Linked DNA regions of Mus musculus: regions 1, 3, 4, 5, 6 and 7 are each linked to region 2. The links are chromatin contacts, called in public Hi-C, HiChIP or PLAC-seq and promoter capture Hi-C maps. All regions are on one chromosome and are shown on one strand. Each heading gives the region's core, a stretch centred on a gene start, on an enhancer-like site or on the middle of the called end of the contact. The rest is flanking DNA. Distances are from core to core; before and after follow the strand shown.

Region 1 (3,025 bases), core at 287-2,786, 490 kb after region 2:
GTCATCCTCACAGAGATGTCCTGAGGGCTGGGGAAGAGGCATGCACCACCGCTCTTGGCCTGAGGTTCGTTCTAAGTGAATAAATGTCTTGAAATTTTGCATTTATGTGGCAGCATCACAGATATAATACACACTTATATTGCTTAAAGGTCTTGTAAAGGAAAGGCTTAAAGGAGTCCAAGGACTCCTAGATTTTAAGAACCACTGTTCGACAGCAGGACAGGGCAAACTGATAAAACGCATTTTTTTATAGTGCCTCGAGGACAAAGGACAAAGGCACCCTTTAAGCAGATGTAACACATTCGATGGTAACATGTCTTTCCATGCTACATCCACTGGCTTTCACAGCAATGCAGAAGGAAGGGGCAGTAATGAACTGTGAAGCAGCACAGACCCTTCCAGTCTCCTCAGACATCAGTGTTCCCATCTGAAAAGCTGGATATCAGAACAGCTATTCCCAGGGAGCGCCTGAGTGTCCACAGTGATTCTAACCAGGCTGCCTTTAGCCTTACGACTGACTAACTAACTGGCTATCATAGTTTGAGACTTGCTCCTAAAAACAATCTGCTTCTGTACAGATTGGCAACTGGTTTATCAGTCACAGCCCACCAAACTTGCTCCCGTAGACATGTGCACTGGCAAGCTCTGGAATGGAAGGCTTCTAAAATATTTTTTTTTTTCAGATTTTAAACTCCCATCGTCCAGGAGTCTTACTCATGCTGTCTCTTGATTAGCTATTTGACTTTGGCCAGGCAAAGTGGCCTGCCTTGTCTGAGCCTCAGCTCCCTCGCCTGTAAAATAAGTGACTATCCCAAAGGACTGCTGTGAAACGTTTGCACTTGTCAGTAGCTACAGAAACCCTGGCACCGAACAGTACTCAGTTCACGTGAGTTATCAACAATACCGAAGCACATAAAACTCTTCCCAGCCCTTTCCCTCCACTCCTGATGCCAGGAGCTGACAAACGTACTCCCAAGGGACACGCTTACCGCCAACCAACTTCGACATTCCCATCGCCCATCCCAGGACCCCCGCAATCCTCCTCACGCCTCCCCCGCGCCAATCTCTTCCCCGTCCCCCCTCCCTAAGTCTGAGAGAGGGACTCCTACAAAACCACTCCCAGCCGTGGTCCCCATCCCGCACCGCCAGAACCTTCCCCTCAGGCTGGACACCATCCTGGGCCGGGGTCCCTGTGGCTAGGCGTTCCTCCCTGAGACACCTCCGAGGGATGAGGGACGGCCGCCCAACCTCCCGGCGGGGCCCACGGACACTAACCGTCCATCCCTAGAGGCGGCGGTTCCGGCCTCCCGAACCGGAAGCGGCCCTGACAGTGTTTGCAGTTCCCCTGGTTACTACGGGGTTCCGGACCAATGGAGGAGGAACTCTGATCATTGAGCCCGCCCTCGGGTAGCGTGACGTCACGGCGGAGCGCTGGGACTCCCCATCAGTCCTCCCTAGGCCTCGGATCGCTGTACGCAGGCGCATTGGGCCCTGGCCTCGGCGGCGAGGTGCGCAGGCGCCCCGGGCGCTGCTAACTGAAGCGGCCATGGACGCGCTCGAGTCGTTGTTGGACGAGGTGGCCCTGGAGGGGCTCGACGGCCTGTGCCTGCCCGCGCTGTGGAGCCGCCTGGAATCCCGCTCGCCTGCCTTCCCATTGCCTCTGGAACCCTACACGCAGGAGTTTTTGTGGCGGGCTTTAGCCACGCACCCGGGCATCAGTTTCTACGAGGAGCCGCGAGAGAGACCTGACCTGCAGCTCCAAGACCGGTCAGCCACCAGGGGTGGGGCGAGGGCTGAGAGCCTGGAGCGGGGCAGGATGGTGCGATGCAGAACGGGGACCGTGGGACGTGGGGGATGGGCGCGGGAGGCGAGCAAACCTGAGCTCTGCGCCCTAGCAGGCCGGAGTAGATGAGCTGGGGGATGGGGTATCCGCTGTGACGGAACTGTTTCCCAGTGTGTTAAAGGAGCGAGTCTAAAGAGTTCCTTTAAGTTGGGTGATAGGACGGGAGTAGGAAAGTGGTTAAAAAGTGGGACTAGGTGAGGTCCTTCAGGGACCTTTAGGGAGCGTTCGTTCCGAAAGCTAAGGCAGCTCACTGGAGGTCTGCATAGCCCCGAATAGCAGTGAAAGAGTAGCCGAGGTGGACTGGGCGCTTCCCATAGGTGGGTTCCAAGACCCAGTTCTGGAAGCGACAGAACTCAGTTCCGCGACACTGAGCGAGACACTATTGTCTTTTCATTTTACAGAGGAGGAAACTGACGCCGAGAGGTTAAGGGATTAACCTTAGGTTAAGTACAGGATTCAGGGATTGCTAAATGCACTTTTCCCTTCTCCTATCTGTCCTTCTCCAGGAGCAGAATCCAGCTCCTTGCATGCTCTGCCCTTAGCCTCAGCCCACCCCTTACTCCCCTGTACAAGTTTTTGTTAAGAAAGGGCTGACGAGCTGGTCTTGGTGTTACACGCCTTTAATCCCAGCACTTGCGAGGCAGAGGCAGGCGGATTTCTGAGTTCGAGGCCAAGGCTACACAGAGAAACCCTGTCTCGAAAAACCAAAAAAAAAAAAGAAAAGAGAAAAAAAGAAAAAAAAAAGAAGAAAGAGCTGACAATACAGTTCAGTGTGATTTCATATCATACCCGCTTGCCTCTGCACTCTAGCACTTGGGTTACAGGCATGCCCTACCATGCCCTGCAAGTTGGAACTCTTAAGCTATATTATGAAGGTCAGAGGAGGTTCTAGAGGTAATAATGAACCAGATAAGTTTAGATTTAGGCGGCCACTTGGCAGAGTGCTCTGAACAAGCAACACCAAGTAGAATAGCTTAACGGGAGAGAAGTGAACTGCGTGCGCCTGAAGAGTACGCTTGGAAGCAGGGAGCGTGGAAAGTTTTACAACACCCTGAAGAGGAGGCTCAGGGGGTGAAGTGGGCATCCACTAGGATTCCAGGAAATTTAGGTCCAGGATCTACTCTGCCCTTGACTAAACTGTCTGAGAAAGAACCTGTGATCATCTAGTCCACTTGATGAAGC
Region 2 (2,737 bases), core at 223-2,722:
TTCCTAGGAATTCTGGCTTTTATCTAACACCAGAATTCCTTCTATAGTCCATCTTGAGCTCATTCTGGATATGTGGACTGCCTGAGACCTAATGTGTGTGTGTGTCCCTGTGCAAGCATGATACTAGTGTGGTCAAAAGACAACAATTTGTGGTAATTTATTTTCTCCTTCTTCAATTGGGTTTTGTTTTAGTCACTGTTTTATTGCTGTGAATATATACCATGACCATGACAACTCTTGTAAAAGAAAGCATTTAATTGGGGGCTTGCTTCCAGTTTCAGATGGTCCGTCTATCATCATGGCAGGGAACAGGTCGACATGCATGGTACTGGAACAGTAGCTAAAAGATACATCTGATTCACAAAAGGAGACTGGGTTTGCCATTGGCTTTTTTTTTAAATGTTTATTTATTTATTTATTTATTTATTTATTTATTTATTCTATGTAAGTACACTGTAGCTGTCTTCAGACACTCCAGAAGAGGGCATCAGATTTTGTTACAGATGGTTGTGAGCCACCATGTGGTTGCTGGGATTTGAACTCAGGACCTTTGGAAGAGCAGTCGGTGCTCTTAACCACTGAGCCATCTCACCATCCCTGCCATTGGCTTTTGAACTCTTTTTTTTTTTTTTCTGAGACAGGGTTTCTCTGTGTAGCCCTGGCTGTCCTAGAACTCACTCTGTAGACCAGGCTGGCCTCGAATTCAGAAATCTGCCTGCCTCTGCCTCCCAAATGATAGGACTAAAGGCAAGCTCCACTACTGCCCGGTGACTTTTGAACTCTTAAGGCCCACCCCGAGTGACACACATTTTTCCAACAAGACCACACCTAATCATTCTAATCGGTTTCAAATAGTGCCACTTCTGATGACTAAGCTTTAGATATGGGATAGGCATTCTTATTTAAACCAGTACAGGTTCTGAGGATTGAACTTAGATTGGGTTGTCAGACATAGTGGCAAGTACCTTTAAAGGCTGAGCCATATCCCATAAAAACTTATTTTATTTACATGCATGTTTGTGTACCTATATATGTGTATGCTATGTGAGTATGGGTGCAGGTGTCTCCAGAGTCCAGAAGAGGGTGTTGAGTCACCTGGTGTTGGAGTCTGGAATTAGGGATGAAGCCAATTTAGATCGTGACACTAAGTGTTTCAATTTCATCCTGTGACACTTTCTGGTCCTAGGACCCAGAACTGTGGACTGAATGAATAAGATCCCAGGAGAGCACAGACCAGCATCGCCGAACTTCTAGTCCGGTGTCAGGGTCCGGAAAGATGCTCAGAAAAGATTTGCGGAATGAATGAGTGAAAAGAAACGAAAGGGAAACCTTTCCTTTACCAAAATGGCCGCGTGTCCCTTTACCAACGCGGCGGTCCCTGGCCTCTTGGGCGGGGACGTGGTGGGCGGGGCCAGTGAACAGTCAGGTGCGGCCCCGCCCTCCTCTGCCCTCACTTGATTCCGGATTGGTCCGGTTCCAGCGCCGCAGCAGGCCGCGGGCTGAGGGGCCGCCTGGTGCTCGCCACTTCCGGCGCGTTGGGCTGTTGGCAGAGGGTGGCCGCGAGGGGCGAGCCGCGGCTACTGGTGGCGCGCAGGGATGCGGAGGGAGCCCGCCGCGAGGACAGAGGTGGCGAGGACAGCAAGGGCCCGCGGGCCTCTCTCCTGAGCCGGCCGCGCCGCCCAGGCCCAGGCAGCCTCTGCCCCTTCAGTCTCGGCTGAGGCCCGTCGCCGCCTCGGGCCGCGGAGGCCGGGGAGTCCCTGCCTGGGCCCGCAGCCTCCCTCTCGGGGGTCGGGCCCAGGCGGGGGGCCTCGTGTAGCCGCCTCTGAACCCCATTTTCTGCTTTTGCGTTTCCCCGGGGTGGGCCGAGGTCTGGATGAATCGCTTCGGGGGGTCCCCGAAGGGGCCCGTGTGCTCCTTTTAAAGGTGCCGGCGGGGCCCGGGTAGGGAACCGGTTGTCTTTGCATGGGCGGGGGACTCCCCGAGCCTGCCGGGACCATGACCTGAACTGTGCGAGCGGGACACGACGGATCCCAAGAGCTAGCTCACCTGAGCCATCCCCTTCCCGGCCAGCATGGTGAGTGGGTCCAGGGACCGGGTTGGAGGGGTGGCAGTGGGCCTCAGAGCAGCTGAGCCATCTCTTCTTCCCTGAGGCGGGGAGAGGCGCGTGCGAGCCTGGCCGGTGACACATGCGTGCAGGGTGTGCAACCGGCTGTACGCTCCCATTGCCCCCACCCCCACCCCCACTGGATGTCTTGAGTAGCGCCACGGATACAACCCCCTGCCTCACTGTTGGCTGTGCCCTTGTGCAGCAAGTCGTGATTATCAGTATCATTTATTTATTGATGGCATACTGTGTGTCATTTCCTTTGCTAAGTCAGTGGTATGTATTTTGTTAGTATATCAACCCCCTGATTGGAAATGGGGGATACTTGAGGCAAGAAGCAGTTAATTACTCTGCCCAAGGTCAGTTGACTCTTTTGGGTTAGTAGCACTATTTGAACATAAGCAATCTGTTATAGAACTGGCTGGATTTTTGGAGACCATCTGTCCAGCGGTAGGTTTGCGTTTGCAGAAATCTAAAGTAGTATTTGTAGAGGTTACTGGTTACGGATACAGACGATGGCAGAGTCAGCAGTGGGGTCTTTGGACATCTTGGTTGCTGTTCTTTTTGTTTTCTGCTCTGGCCTTTTCCTTGGAAAACTATGCATACTTTCAGGTCCCACTAAAAAAAACCTCT
Region 3 (2,700 bases), core at 2-2,501, 440 kb after region 2:
GATATGCAGCCATGAGGACTGAGGTTTGGAATCTAGCACATGGAACAAGAATGGCCTCCAGAGCAAAGGCACAGCAGAGTGTGGTGGGAAGGTGTCAGCACCTTCCAGCTCTGACAGGGCAGAGACAGGAGGATGGCGAGTGCTTGATAGGTTCCAGCCTAGAGAAAATGCAAGCCCGGGTTCATTTAAAGAGAGACTGATTCCATGGAATAGGCAGAGAGTGATAGAGAAGTATGCCTGGTGCCTTCTTCTGGCCTTTGCATACATGCATGTCCCTCACAAATAAAATAAATACATAAGTAGAAAGGAGAGGATGAAGAGCCTGGAAACTCCAGACTGAGAAGCCCTCGACACCTGCCCTCCATTTATTCCAACACTGACCAACACAACCCTTTACCAGCTCTGTGCCAGGCGTGGCAGGAACCTCCACAGACTGAGTGATCCTCAGCAGCTACCTTCTGAGGCAGGTAACCTACTGACCACCTTCTAGATTAGAAAGCAGACAGCGTGAGGGCGTGAGGACGGGTGGTAGAACCAGAGCGCTGCAAGCACTGACCTCATCCTAGCCTCATCATCTGCCATTAGGGCACCTAGCTGAAGAAACACACCACTTAGAGACCACACACCGCACACATGCCTTCCCAACAGCGGCAGGAGGTTGTGATGATTATAAAGGCAAAGCTCAGGGAGGTCCATTACCGGCTCCAAAACACACACCAAAGAAGCAGCCTAAAGCCCATTCTCTTCAATTCCCAGGAGCCTCATTCAAATGCCCTGAAGAGCCAGCTGGGGAGAGAAAGTAAGGTAGGAAAACCAATCCATAAGCCAGATGCCATGTGTCTGCTCTGCCAAGCTGCTGAGACACAGAGGGTGATACGCCATGGACTCCCACTGCAGTTCCTCATGGCTCAGGCTCTGTGTGCACAGGAGGTCCAACATCACATTGTCACCGACAGGGAGAACAGATGTGAGGAGGGGAGGAAAGGGATGGGTCACTGCTATTTCTAAGCACTATCCTCAAGGCCACAGGTTTTTCAACTGCATCCCACACTGGCCCCCAGACAACAGAATAGGATCTGTCTTGGCATCCCTGAGGCTGTGTCCCCACTCTCCCAGCTGTCCTGGGCAGCAGCTCTCCTGGAGGCCGGGGCAGACATGTGGGCAATGTGGGCTGAAGGCCTCCTGCAGCCTGCCCAGCTCACCAGCCCCAGGACCATGCATGCACACTCAGCCTGAGCTTTCTACTCAAACAGCAGTCCCTATTGTTAGGCACTGAGTGACCCCTGACTGCTGCAGTGCAGAAGGGCAATTATAGCAGAGCGGCTTTGGGAGGCAAGGGGAAATTAGCCCTGATTAAGTCTTGTGAAGTGGGGAGCCACAGGAGAAATGGGAGGGATGCTAATTAATCTTAGGCCAAGCCTTTTAAATTGCACAGACTCTGGGGCCAGCCATTAAGTCACAGTCTAAGACACAAATATGGCTCGTGATAATAGGAAGCACTCCAACAAGCAGAAGAGCTGTGTAGAGTGAGGCAGGCAAGAAAGGCCTCATTAACAAGAAATTAACATTCATGGCTGGGGACAGACACAAGCGCCCAGGCTGGTGCCCTGTGGGCCTGCTCTTCAGACCCCAGCTACAGGAGACACAACTGTTTCCAATGAACATAGCAGGAAGATGCTGTCAGTACAGCAACAGGTCCAATCCACACCCCAACCCAGCCTCTTCCCTTAGAGGTCATGTGACCCTGAACAAGTGTCTTTGGCTCTCTGGGCCTCAATTTCTATGGCAGCACCATGAGGACATACATCAACCAATTGAGTGTTGTGAATTGCTAGGTGGCAAGCACATGAAAGCCTTTACTGCAGTCTACTGTAAAATGCAAGTGGCCGATGTTCCCCATACATAGATCAGTAACAACGACTCTGCCAATCTCTGTTGTAAAAGGCCATCCTAATGTGCAAAACATGTGACAGGAACTAAGACCACATGACCCAACCTCAAGTACATACTTGGCACAGTGACACTTGGGTACACTCAGCAGCTCCATATATAGACATCTCCAAAGGGAAGCTAGCAAGGGATCATAGCAAGGCCTAGTTGGGCAGGAATACAGAACTCAGAGCTGAGTCTGATTCTTCCACTTCTTAGTCATGGGCTTGAGTGGTCCCTGAGATTTTCTAAGCATCTCTCTCCTCTGCTCTCACATAAGAGAGGAAGCCTGAGAAGCCAGGCTGTGAGTGTAAAAGGCAGAAGCCAGGCTGTGAGTGTAAAGGGCAGAGGGGCTATGTGTAGCTGAGACAGTGCTAGGACTCAGAACGTTGGCAGCCATCTAAATGGGCCCCTCAGTTCACCAGGGCAGGTTCTGTCCGAATGACTTGCTTTGTCTATGCCATGCCTCACAACTAGTAGGTAGTCGATAAAAAGCAAGATGATAAATGAGCCCTCAAGAATGAGCATGGGTCTGCTCTTACTATACTCCCTTGTGGGCTCCAGAGGTCCCAGGCAGAGGGAGGACCCTGCAGCAGAGCAGGTACCCCAGGAGCCAGTCCATGCAGAGGGTACCCTACAGGGTCCAGAACAGTCACCAAGCCCACAAGGACTTAAACGCTTAACAGGCCCACTCTTCATCCTAATGCAAGTGCCAGAGCCTAATGCAAGTTTCCAGACCTGGTGCCATCCTCGGCGCTGGACTTTTCCTGG
Region 4 (2,908 bases), core at 68-2,567, 410 kb after region 2:
CTCCTGCTTTCTGGGTTTACAGGAATGTCTCACCATGCCAAGGTATACTTTGCACATTTTAAAATTACTTTCTTCTACATCACTTTCCATAGAACTATGACTAAGAAAATTTTGAATTATACTATGTATGATTCAAATATTGTACAAGAGATGAAAAGCAGGCTCAATAAAGTGCTTATCATGCAAACATGTTTGGATCCCAGAATTTACATAAAAGTTGGGCAGATGAGATTGCTAACTATAATCCCAGCATTTGGGAAGAAGAGACAGGGGACTAAGATAGCTAGCTAGACTAGGCAGAATCAATAAGCTCTGGGCTTAGAGAGAGACTCTCAATGAGCAAAGTGGAGAACGACCAAGGAAAACATCTGCTGACAACTTTGGGCCTATACACAAACACACACAAACCTACACATATGTATGTACATACACACACACACACACACAGAGATATATGCACACACATGTGAACATGCATACACATATGTACATTAATAACACACATATATACTCATGCATGCACACATATGCACATATACCTACACACATGAGCGGCCACATATGTAAACATGCATACATACATATACATATGTAACATACACAAGCAAAAAAAAACCTCAAATAAATATTACACAACCTTGTTAGTTTTCTGGTGTATTTTGCCACCCCTGGATTTTCATTGATGAATTTATCTTCCATGCTAGATGTACTTAGTCCACCACTAAAGGTAAGCCAATGTGTCTTAGAAAGCATGGTGGCAGAGGTGAGAGACCAGCAGCTCAGAGAGCATGTGGTAAGAGGTCTGTTGGACCTGACCTAACCTGGAGCCCCAGACAATCCTCTCAACATCACCATCCCAGCATCTATGCCAGAGCCTGTGCAGAGCAGGGGCTAGCCAGAAGACTCAGAGACAGGAAACAGAATAGGGCTGGATAGAGACCAAATGAGACTGCTGCCGAGGAATGGCTGGGGATTTCTGAGAAATACAGAACACATTCCTGGAGAACTGGAGGCACAGGGAGCCACAAGCCGAACTCAGCAGAAGGCTGCTGTGCGCACTTGTGTATGCATATACCCGAGTCAACCAGGATCTAGCAAGAGGAAGCCTTCCTGCAGGCTGCCATAGTTGCTTTAGTGGGGCATGGGAAGCTAACGTGTGGGCTTTAGGGCAGGATAGCAGAGCACACACCAAAAAGAAATCTTCCGAAGGTCGACAGGGAGTTAACTCTTTGGAGGAGAAGCCAAGGTTCCCCACCTTACAGGAGCGTAGTAGTCACACTCGGGCCCTGCCCCCCTCCCCTGGTAGCAGGAGGCAACAAACAGCACAGGAAGAAGCAAGGACGACCAAGAAGAGACAGCTGCTCTGGTGACTCAGCCCTTTAAAAGATAGGCAACAAACTTTGATTCATTTAATTACAGAAAGAACTAATACCCAGGAAAAGAGAGTTTGACAGGAGAGGTGGAAGCCAACTGTAGAGGCTGGGAGACTGTCATCCCAGAGACACGTACAGGGAGTTCATCCATGAAAAAGAAACAGCCAGCAATCTTACAACTTTTAATTTCATCATTAACATTTCTAGAAAGATAAATTAAGTCGGGAAGAGCACCAAAGGGTGACTAATTAGGTATGCTAGAAATCATGCCAAGTGACTTTATAGGAAAGCACCACACAAAATCCACTGGATGGCGAGGTCTAGACAACATTGTCCAAATCAAGCTCCAGAGGATAAACACCCAGAGAGCAGGCTCAGCTGTTCTGGTTTTCTTCGTTTTTAAATGTTTATGTGCACCAGGGTTTCCTTGCATGTATGTCTGCACACCACATGTATGCAGTGCCCATGGAAGCCAGAAGAACATATCCGATCCCCTGGGTCTGAAGTTACAAATAGTTATGAGCCACCATGTGGTTACTAGGAATGGGACCCAAGTCCTCTGCAAGGGCAGCCAGTGCTCTTAAACACTGAGCCATCTCCCCAGCCTTCTCACCTACCCTTGGTGGGACAAAGACACTGGCGCTGATGTATTCATATAAGTGTAAGATACACTTCACGCAGAGTCATCCTGACATCATCACACACAAAAGGACAAGGATCTAAGCAAATAATGCAAAGCTAAAGAGATGTAAGGGGAAACAGACCATTTGTGAGAATCAGCCTGACTAACAGCAGAGACCTATGGCGGGAATCGCTTGGTGAGCATCACTTACCTCTGAGCCAGAGCATGGGGTGGGCCGATTTGCCAGGCTGCCTGGCCGATGAGCCTTAGATTCTGCCTCTGCAGTGCTGGGAACGACACTGAGCTTTGCACAGGGTTTTCAGAAGCAGGCTCAGAGCTTACTTTTTTTTTTAATTTAAGTTTTTTTTTTTTTTTTTTTTTTTTTTTTTTTTTTTTTACTAATTCACTTTACATCCCACTCATTGCCCTTCTCTCATTCACCCCCTCCCACAACCCTTCCCCCCATCCCTCATCCCCTCCCCTTCTCCTCTGAGAGGGTGACCCCCGGGGTCAGGGTGGGGGGAAATCCCCTCACCCTGCTACTTCAAGCCTCTGTAAAGCTAGGCACTTCCTCTCTCACTGGGGTCAGACAAGGCAGCCCAGCTAGAAGAACATACCCTACAGACAGGCAATAGCTTTAGGGATGGCGACCCCTGCAGTTGTTCAGAATCCACGTGAAGACCAAGCTAAACATCTGCTACATTTGTGTGGGGAGGCCTAGGTTGAGCCAGTGTATGTTCTTTGGTTGTTGGTTCAGACTCTGAGAGCCCCAAGGGTCTAGGTTAGTTGACTGTTGGTCTTCCTGTAGAGTTCCTATCCTCTTCAGGGACCACAATCCTTTCTCCTATTCTTCCATAAGAGTCTCCAAGCTCCATCCACTGTTTGGCTGTGGGTGTCTGTATCTGTCTGAGTC
Region 5 (2,881 bases), core at 242-2,741, 420 kb before region 2:
TAGTATGGACTGAAAAAGCTTACTATTAGTTCACACTTGATTCATACTGGCTGGGTGTGGTGATGCACACCTTTAAACCTGGCACTCAGGAGTCAAAGGCAGGTTGATCTCTGAGTTCAACACTAGACTCAAATCTGGCCTACAGAGCAAGTTCTTAGCCAGCCACAGCTAAAACAGTGAGACTGCCTAAAAAACAAGGCAGGGGGTATCAAAGCACAAATACCTGTTTATTTCATTCTGCCCTCAATATATTATTTAAATTTTAGAAGTCACACGTATTTATTGTGTGTGTACATGGATAGGAATGTGAGGGTCAGAGGACAATTTATGGGACATTTTTCTCTCCCATACTGTATGGGTCCTGGAAACCGATAAACTCAGGTTGTCAGGCTTGGTGGCAAGTACTTTACCCATTGAGTCATCTTGCCAACACACAATATTTTATTTTAAATTCCTTTTCTCCACCCTTTTTTTTTTTGAGGGGGGAGGGTCAAGGCAAGGGCACTGTATGGGAACCCATGGGAAGTTGTGACTAATCCTTACACTGTTCCCGCTTGTGAAGGTTTTCCAGGCCTCATGAGTCTGCAACCTCTCACCAACAGAGCCAGATAGAGTTATCCTCTGTTAAAGGGGGAACCTGAAGCAATCAGAGAGGGAAAGTGACGTGTCCAAGGTCACACAGCAGGAAACACTGGATCTGAGCTGACTTGTGATCCCAGCATTTAGGATGAGGAGGCCAGAGAATTGCAAGTTCAAGGGCTAACCTGGGCTCCATAGAAGGATTCTGTCAGAAAGAAAGGTAGAGGGAGGTGGATCAGGAATCAGAGTGTGGAATCCAGGGTATTTGCTGTCTCTACCAGCTAGCTATCCTCCATCTTGCATGAGGAAGAAGTCCCTGGGGACTCTGTTGAAGGGGACTTTTCACAAAAATAGAAGCCTTGGGTGTGACAGGAACTGCTGACCAAGCAAGAAGTGGGTCAGTGTCCCTCCTCCCTCCCTTTTCAGTATGTATGCTGCCACTACCTCCTGAATCTGAACCAGACTACAGTGTGTGTGTGTGTGTGTGTGTGTGTGTGTGTGTGTGTGTCTGTCTGTCTGTCTGTCTGTCTGTCTAACTATGACCCAGGCCCAGGAGGGGCTTGTGGCAGAGGCTGAAATGATAGGAAGGACTGGCCTATCTGAGGCCCTCTGCTCTCCCTGGCCAATATCCCAAAGACTGTGCCCAGATCCTGTCTGCTTCCTCCGCCCCTGAGGCGAGAGCTTTCCACGTGGAAAAACACAGCTGTGCTTGGGTGAGTCCTGTGAGGGAGGAGGGAGGGGAGGGTGCTCCTCTCTGCTCAGGACTGCTGTCTATGGGCCCAGTTCTGGGAAAGGGCCAGATTGCATCAGACAGGGCTTGGAGGGCGGGGGCCAACCCCGTGGTTTAGGGAGGAGACAGCGTTATAAGTAGGGTGAGAAACTGGGAGAGGGCAGACATTCAGACAAGGAGACACAGGCAAGACTTTGGAGAGAGCAGACTAGGCATAATGGCCACCTTGCCACCAACAGCCAACCCTTCCCAGCAACCTCTAAACCTAGAGGATGAAGATGGAATCCTGGATGAATATGATCAGTACAGCCTGGCCCATCCCTGTGTCGGTAAGGTTTTCGTGGTAGCTCCTTGGTCAGCCCATCTGCTTCTCACTGGGTACCCCGGTTTACCTTTCCTAGCTAATCTATTCCCAACTCCCAAGTAACCCCTTCTAGTCTCATCTACTGAGTTCTGTCTCCCTTAGCCCCAAGAACTCACAAGTGAGCATCTCTCATTCTATACTTGAGTAAACAGCAAGGATAGAGTGCTTCAGACGTGAAGACGTGACCGCCCCACTCTGGCCATTTATATGCCTGTCCTAACCTCACACACCTCCTCTACCTCCTGCTCCACCAGTCGGGGGAGGTCGGAAAGGTCGGACCAAGAGAGAAGCTGCTGCCAATACCAACCGCCCTAGCCCTGGCGGGCATGAGAGGAAGCTGCTGACCAAGTTCCAGAACTCTGAAAGGAAAAAAGCCTGGCGCTGAGACGGAGCTGGAGGTGAGTCGGGAGAGCCGGGCCTAAGTGTGCCGAGCGGGAAGCGGGGAGCCAAAAGCTGGTCCTGGTGAGATGGCGCTGCAGGTAGAGGCTCTTGCAGGCAAGCAGGACAACCTGTGCTTGATCTCTGGGACTCGAGTGATGAAAGGGGAGAGAACCAACTGCAAGCTGTGTTCCCAGGGAGCCCTGCAGATAGATGTCCAGGCAGGGAAGTGATAAGAATGAAAACCCCATTCAGACCGAATTCCATCAGCTTGGATCAGATTTCAGGGCATCTAACGCCAGGCGGTTCACTGTCAGCATATTTAAAACACAGTACAATTTGGGAAGAGGTTTCTAGGCAACAGTCAGGTCCATCAGTTCAATTCCAGGAGCACAATAAAGCTTGAGGTGTGACTACACTGAAACTCCATGAGGGTGGGTTCTAGAGCTAAAGGCCTAGAATCTAGAGTGGTCTCTGACCAATAGCATGGAGGTCATCAGGCAGATGTGACATCTCTCCTAAGAGTGGGTAATGGTCTAGGGAGGGGAGAGTCTGGGATTATCATTCTGGAGAACTTGAGTGAGGTCGGCTTCTATAGCAAAAGCTGGGGAGGTCTGACTCCACACAGAGCCAAAAGCTCACCAGGTTGTTAACAAAATCCACTCTCAGATTTCTGAGTGGAATGCAGGTATTTGACTTTATCTCCTGCATTGAGGAGACACACGGCATGATTAAAACTTCTGGTTCTTAGTGCTTCTCTTGAGTACAAGGACCTCTGTGCCCCCAATGTCCACCGACTTCCATATGCTCAAAGTAGCACACGAGAATAC
Region 6 (2,700 bases), core at 152-2,651, 450 kb before region 2:
CTGGGAATTGAACTTAGGACCTCTGGAAGAGCAGTCAGTGCTCTTAACTGCTGAGCCATCTCTCCAGCCCCCTTCCTTCCTTTGGATCCCTCCACACCACATGGCATGCTGTTTGGCTTTAAGGCTGACATCCTTCTGCCTATTACTGCCTACTGCCTAGCAGTAATAAATAAAAGAAATCCATTTCATCTAAATTTGAATTGAGCCTAAGATTTGGTCTTTCCCTGTGGATTCTAACACCACAACATTATACTGATCTACAAGATGTAAATTTGAGGGCCAGTGAGATAGCTCAGCAGATTCAAGTGCTTGTGCCAAGCCTGATACCCCGAGTTCCATCCTAGAAGCCTACATGATGGAAGGAGAGAACTCCTGAAAGCTGTCAATTGACCTCCACAAAAGTGCCATGGAATGAACATGCCTGCCTTCACACACACCAAATATTTTTACAAGATAGAAACGAGAGCACCAAAATAAATTTTATTTTTATTTAAAGTGTGAAATAGACAATGTCCAAGGAGGGAACAGAAAGAAAGGCAAGATGAAGAAGGGTTTATGTATTTTGATGGTACAACCGTTAAAGATGAAGCAATGGAAGCAGGAGTTCTTTAGAGGAGAACCGAGGCAATGAAAGAGGATGCTACCAATCCTGTATCACTGAACTTCGGAATCCAGAAGTCAAGGTGGCTTTGTTAGAGCTGTTTCTGTGAAACAGCATGAGTCAAAGCCTCCCTAGAGAAAGCTGAACATTGACAGGTAGGGGAAGGTGCTGATGAGTAGACGCAGACGTCCTAGGATACATGTGTCAGCCAACACAAGAGTGAGCTGGAGAGTGGATGAAGTTACTGTTGTGAAAATGGACACCTTTAGAGCATGTGCAGTCTGTAATCTCAGCACTCGGGATTGGGGGAGGAGGACTGCGATCTCACGGCCAGGTTGGGCTACCAAAAACTAAGCTTTTGAGAAAGTAGTAAAATGTGCTGATGTCTGGGACTCACATCAGCTGCCGGCATCTAGACTAGCCAGCTCCAGCCGCTTCCCACCTCTTCAGAGAGGTAGGGCGCACGCGCAAGCCCCAGGGCGCCGGCTCCCACAGCCCCGCCCCCTTCCCGTCCAGGGCGCGTGCGCGTCTCCTCAGACGCCGCCTCGGCGAGCCGGGCGCCGGGCAGGAACGCTGGCCTTTCGTTCCCGCGCTGCTTGGAGGTACCTTGCCATGGCCCCGTCCCACCTACCGAGCACAGGAAGAAACAGCACGTCGCGCTGGTAACTGCGATGGCGGGAACAGGCGAATCCCTGGAACGTTTCCTCACAGGGTAGTCTCGCACTTGCGTTCGAAGGTTCGCGGCGCGTCAAGAACCACACACGCTGTTTCTCTTATGAGCGCGGTCGAGCGCGGAGGACTCCTCTGCGCATGCCGGGTACTTCTCTGTGACGTGCTGCATTGCACTCTGGGAAACGTAGTTCTTACTTCGACACCTGTGCTTTGATGTACTTAATCATGATTTAATAGATCAGAGTCAAAGGAACAGAAAAGCATGCGTGAAGCCTCGCTTCGCATGTGAAAGGTGATGGGAGCGGATCCTCTGCACCAGAAGAAAACAACAACAAAACCACATCAGATTGTTGGGGATGAGGAGGGAGGGCCCCAGGACGCAGATGAGAACTCTGTACTTTAAGCTGAAATTTGCCGTGAATTTAAAATGTATCTGAAAATATTTTTAAATTCCAAATAAGCAGTTTTAGGTTTAGTACTTGTATTTTACAGAATCTTCCCAGCAAATAAAAGATTTGGACATGCAAACATTTAGCTACATCTTTGGATACCTACCCTGTGGATGCCTGCCCAGTTAGTGCAGTGGTAGGACACTTGCTTAGCATGGTCCCGGGCTCAGTCCCTAGGGACTGCTCCCACCCTAACTATCCTAATATTTCGTACATAACACCTAAAAAAATCAATATGGTTTGGTGGTTAAGAGCAAGTACTGCTCAATCGTGAAGACCAGAATTAGAATGCCAGCACTTGGGTCAGCTGGCTCAGACTGCCTGTAACTCCAGCTCCAAGGGATCTAATGCCCTCTTTTGGCCTCTGAGGGCACTGCACAGGTGCACATACACATATACATACGCCTGGACATAGAATAAAAATATTTTTGAAAATCTTTTAAAGTTTATAATTACATATTGTTATTCTCTGATAGAATTACAAATGCTATAAGGTCAAGATCATTAGACATTCCCAGTACATAGCACTGTGCCTGGCATACAACAAGCTATCAGATATTTTTCTATTAGGAAACCTTACATTTTAACACTGAAACTATTTTAGCCCCTAGACTAGCAAAGAAATTAATGTATATATATATATATATATATATATATATATATATATATATATATATATATATATGTGTGTGTGTGTGTGTGTGTGTGTGTATACATATATATATATATGTGTGTGTGTGTGTGTGTGTGTGTGTGTGTATGTATATGAATGAGTCTGGGGAGATGCCGAGCAATCAAAAACATGTACTGCTTTTGCAAAGAGCCCGTGTTCAGTTCCCAGTGCCTACAGTAGTGGCTTATAACGATCTGCAATTCCAGCCCCAAGGGTACTGATGTGCTGTCCTCTGGCACCTGCACTCACGTGCACATACCCACACGGAGACACATACTTTTTACAGTTTGAAAAAATAATTTTCT
Region 7 (2,703 bases), core at 52-2,551, 460 kb after region 2:
AGAACTCACCATGTAGCCAAGCCTAGCCTTGAACTTCTGCTTCAGCTTCTCAGGTGTTGGAGTTATAGGTATGAGTCACCGTGCCCAGTTTTGTTTTGCTTTAGATGAAGGTTATTTTTTTTTTAAATCAGCATATATTTGAACTTTTACATCAGTTAAAAAAAAAAAAACACGAGCCAAAAGCTACCCAGGATAAATCTGAAACACGTATTTTCAGAATATGTGTTTCATATCACTCAGCCATGCACACACATGGAGAATGGTCTAGAAGAACACATGCCAGGTTTCAGTGGCAAGTTACTCCAAGAGGAGTTAGGGAGAGATGGAAAAAACAATCAGCAATCCATCCTGGTTAACAGTAACTTTTTATCTGTAAGCAAGTGAGCTTCATGTGTTACTTAAATAACAAGTCAAATCACCTTCTCTCCTCCAAAACAACCAACAAACAAATGAATAATAAATAAATAGGATCGGTGGCTCTTTAGTTCCAGACAGACTTCAGAGTATCACTGCTGCTCCCTCTGCAACAGAATGATGGAGATGTTGTGTACTGCTGCTGGCCACCTTTCTACCATCCATTCCCCTACAACCTCTCGCACCTTTAGACCTTCCTTTCATTCCATTCTTTCCCATACACCCTATCCAACATCACAGCCACTAGCCCCTTCCCAGTACCATCCACTGCTGCCCCTAAACAGCCACCCGCTTCTCTGCTTGGGCTCCACAGTGGCTCACCTGAATCCCCCGCTCTAGCCTATGCTCCCTCTGCAGATCTTCTGTTTCCCAGAGATCCCTGTGGCTTATCACTTCTTTCTTCTAAGCTCATTCCTCAACAGGGACTTCCTCAAGACCTGACCTAATAACTTCCACACTCCATGCAGCCTCAAGCCCAGCCCAATTGTTATTCTGATGTCCTTTATATTTCATTTATTGCTCAGAGTCTGTCTCCAAACATGATGGCATATATCAAAGGTGAAGGAATAAACGGATGAATGATCAGAGTCTTCATCAGCAAGCCATCGACCCTGTGTGCTATGTGTTCTCTTCTCACAGGGGACTGCTTGTGGCCCCTGTGCTCTTGCTTGCAGTTGAGGCTGATTCTGTTCTTCTCCTCTCCCTTTTTACCCCACTAATGCTGCTCAGTGCCACTTCTTCCTGAAGCCCCTGCCCTTCAGGCTAAAGACTTTCTTCCCCTGACCCTGCATGATTAGGAAAGCCCAGTGCTCTGAGCTGGGTAAAGGATTTCCCGAGGGTTTTGTGTGCACTAGGTCACAAGATCACCTTGACTGTAGAGCAGCTGTTGCTAGTCTCCCTGTTCTCCAGCTGCAGAAGGTGCAACACTGAGCCAGCCAAGAGGGGGAGGAAGTGGTGGAGCTAGAGCCTAGCCTTGCTGACTCCATGGTCTCCATGAAACTCGAAGTTCTGAGACTTCTGCAAGGACAAGGTGCCAAGCAAGCTGTAGAGAATCAACCATGGCTCCCACTGAGTCTTGACAGGGGCTGACATCACAGACCCCAGACACTGGCCAGCATTTCCTGACACCACAACTAGCCTGAGGACCTTTCACTTGTCAAATAAAAACAAGCAGCTGGACTGTGGACTCAACCCTGTTTTGTTTGCCACAAGGTCACAGCCTAAGATTCCTGGAAACTGGTCAAGACCTGTGACCATGCTGCTTGCTATGGATGGCCCAGGAGCAGAAACATGGCCAATAATCCTGGTAAGTTTGGGTTAGAAGGTCTAGGAAGAATTTCATAGACTCTCTCACCTTCCTTCTTTCCTTCCCTCCCTCCCCCTCCCTCCCTCCCTCCTTCCCTCTGTACCCTCCCTCCCTTTCTCCTTCCCTCCCTCATTTAGCCCAGATCTTCTTGCCTGTGCCTCCTGTGTGCTGCTGGGATTGGAGACCTGACTACCCTTCTCAGAGGGTAAACACATTTAGAAGTCACTGGATTTTCTGTCAGATGAACTAAGAAAGCAGGAAGGCTAAATTAGTCATGGTGGCGTCTTCCTATAATCCTAGCAACTTAGAATGATGAGGCAGGAGGATTAGATAAGTTTAGGCCTGTCTGGGCTATAGAGTAAATGCCATTAGACCAGTGAGATCTACATGGCAAGACCTCTTCTGAAGAGAAAAAAAAAAGAAAATGTGAGAAATAAATAAGTAAGCCAGAAAGCTGGCCTGCACTAAGCACGAAGAATGCTGCAGTAAGAACAAGCTATCAAAACAGAAATTGCAGAAAGAGGAATTCCTGGGAGCTCGCAGATCATGACCCTCCCTACTATTGGCTTCTGAAAAGCAACCCCTCTTCAGAGCCTTGCATTGCAGTACACAGCCCCTTTCTGCTGCCTCCAGATAGTTTTTTTTTTTTAAATTCAAGTCCTGAGTAATGCAATACTTTGCAGAGGTACTGTAAGAAATAATAGCATTACATGAAAAACACTTACCTCAGTGCCTGGCCATGGTAAATAACACCCACCATGTGGTTGCTAATATTATCATAATCAAGCCACAAGGACATACTATTACAGGAACTGAACAGATTAATCATCTTACCCTGCCATCTAAATTACTCTTCCTGGGAAGGGTGGCATGCCATGGGACTTTGTCCTTGGTCCCATCTCAGATCATAATTTTATCAATGGCTGTTAGAGGCTGTTTATAAAGTCTGAGGATGACATCTAGATGGGAGACAAAAAAAAAAA

The links. Promoter capture Hi-C pulls out the DNA fragments that hold promoters and counts their contacts. Hi-C and Micro-C count contacts between places; a contact is called where the count stands out from the background. HiChIP or PLAC-seq counts read pairs in DNA pulled down with a chosen protein or histone mark. Capture Hi-C pulls out chosen DNA fragments and counts their contacts.
Region 1: an H3K27ac HiChIP or PLAC-seq map of extraembryonic endoderm stem cells shows a contact between it and region 2, with 5 times the contacts expected there. The contact joins the promoter of Gtf3c1 here to the promoter of Xpo6 in region 2. A contact is called at or near these places in 9 of 39 promoter capture datasets (the 3T3-L1 cell line, the C10 cell line, HPC-7-derived erythroid cells and 5 more), 2 of 484 Hi-C or Micro-C datasets (cerebral cortex and embryonic stem cells), 15 of 115 datasets of contacts at active chromatin or transcription factors (the 230-238 cell line, the SCID.adh cell line, T-cell acute lymphoblastic leukemia and 11 more) and 1 of 9 other capture datasets (adipose tissue).
Region 3: a Hi-C map of the N1E-115 cell line shows a contact between it and region 2, with 4 times the contacts expected there. The contact joins the enhancer-like site here to the promoter of Xpo6 in region 2. A contact is called at or near these places in 8 of 39 promoter capture datasets (the C10 cell line, the HPC-7 cell line, cranial neural crest and 5 more), 2 of 484 Hi-C or Micro-C datasets (the N1E-115 cell line and cardiomyocytes), 2 of 115 datasets of contacts at active chromatin or transcription factors (embryonic basal ganglia and embryonic forebrain) and 2 of 9 other capture datasets (embryonic stem cells and pancreatic islet).
Region 4: a promoter capture Hi-C map of cranial neural crest shows a contact between it and region 2. The contact joins the enhancer-like site here to the promoter of Xpo6 in region 2. A contact is called at or near these places in 5 of 39 promoter capture datasets (the 3T3-L1 cell line, cranial neural crest, frontonasal cranial neural crest and 2 more), 1 of 484 Hi-C or Micro-C datasets (the N1E-115 cell line), 2 of 115 datasets of contacts at active chromatin or transcription factors (embryonic basal ganglia and embryonic limb bud) and 1 of 9 other capture datasets (embryonic stem cells).
Region 5: a promoter capture Hi-C map of pancreatic islet shows a contact between it and region 2. The contact joins the promoter of Nupr1 here to the promoter of Xpo6 in region 2. A contact is called at or near these places in 1 of 115 datasets of contacts at active chromatin or transcription factors (embryonic stem cells) and 1 of 9 other capture datasets (pancreatic islet).
Region 6: an H3K4me3 HiChIP or PLAC-seq map of embryonic limb bud shows a contact between it and region 2, with 5 times the contacts expected there. The contact joins the promoter of Sgf29 here to the promoter of Xpo6 in region 2. A contact is called at or near these places in 1 of 39 promoter capture datasets (the HPC-7 cell line) and 1 of 115 datasets of contacts at active chromatin or transcription factors (embryonic limb bud).
Region 7: a promoter capture Hi-C map of liver shows a contact between it and region 2, with 2.4 times the contacts expected there. The contact joins the enhancer-like site here to the promoter of Xpo6 in region 2. A contact is called at or near these places in 12 of 39 promoter capture datasets (the 3T3-L1 cell line, the C10 cell line, the HPC-7 cell line and 7 more), 3 of 484 Hi-C or Micro-C datasets (bone marrow-derived macrophages, cardiomyocytes and nephron progenitors), 8 of 115 datasets of contacts at active chromatin or transcription factors (T-cell acute lymphoblastic leukemia, bone marrow-derived macrophages, embryonic forebrain and 5 more) and 2 of 9 other capture datasets (macrophages and pancreatic islet).

The regions. Positions count from the first base shown.
Region 1 is chr7:125,706,199-125,709,223 of GRCm38.p6, reverse strand. Gtf3c1 (general transcription factor III C 1) reads left to right here and starts at 1,536. Exons shown (of 37, transcript NM_207239.1): 1 at 1,536-1,767. The coding sequence starts at 1,547. It overlaps D430042O09Rik (RIKEN cDNA D430042O09 gene), which reads right to left and starts at 1,354. Exons shown (of 28, transcript NM_001081022.2): 1 at 1,276-1,354. The coding sequence starts at 1,282.
Region 2 is chr7:126,199,236-126,201,972 of GRCm38.p6, reverse strand. It overlaps Xpo6 (exportin 6), which reads left to right and starts at 1,472. Exons shown (of 24, transcript NM_001311143.2): 1 at 1,472-2,074. The coding sequence starts at 2,072.
Region 3 is chr7:125,761,817-125,764,516 of GRCm38.p6, reverse strand. It overlaps D430042O09Rik (RIKEN cDNA D430042O09 gene), which reads right to left. Exons shown (of 28, transcript NM_001081022.2): 5 at 2,668-2,700. Among named protein-coding and RNA genes, the nearest start is that of D430042O09Rik, 55 kb to the right of the region's middle. RefSeq lists an enhancer at 1-470. Within about 2 kb of position 1,251, at least 24 of the 459 cell types and tissues checked have an H3K27ac peak or open chromatin away from gene starts, as enhancers often do. A contact at or near this core is called in the N1E-115 cell line, where this site is marked.
Region 4 is chr7:125,785,665-125,788,572 of GRCm38.p6, reverse strand. The region is part of intron 6 of D430042O09Rik (RIKEN cDNA D430042O09 gene); the gene reads right to left. Among named protein-coding and RNA genes, the nearest start is that of D430042O09Rik, 79 kb to the right of the region's middle. Within about 2 kb of position 1,317, at least 13 of the 459 cell types and tissues checked have an H3K27ac peak or open chromatin away from gene starts, as enhancers often do.
Region 5 is chr7:126,624,080-126,626,960 of GRCm38.p6, reverse strand. It overlaps Nupr1 (nuclear protein transcription regulator 1), which reads left to right and starts at 1,491. Exons shown (of 3, transcript NM_019738.1): 1 at 1,491-1,638; 2 at 1,928-2,071. The coding sequence starts at 1,527. The coding sequence ends at 2,058. All of the region lies in intron 1 of Gm39087 (a long non-coding RNA gene), which reads right to left.
Region 6 is chr7:126,648,010-126,650,709 of GRCm38.p6, reverse strand. It overlaps Sgf29 (SAGA complex associated factor 29), which reads right to left and starts at 1,401. Exons shown (of 10, transcript NM_029339.3): 1 at 1,233-1,401.
Region 7 is chr7:125,740,254-125,742,956 of GRCm38.p6, reverse strand. All of the region lies in intron 2 of D430042O09Rik (RIKEN cDNA D430042O09 gene), which reads right to left. Among named protein-coding and RNA genes, the nearest start is that of D430042O09Rik, 34 kb to the right of the region's middle. Within about 2 kb of position 1,301, at least 7 of the 459 cell types and tissues checked have an H3K27ac peak or open chromatin away from gene starts, as enhancers often do. A contact at or near this core is called in liver, where this site is marked.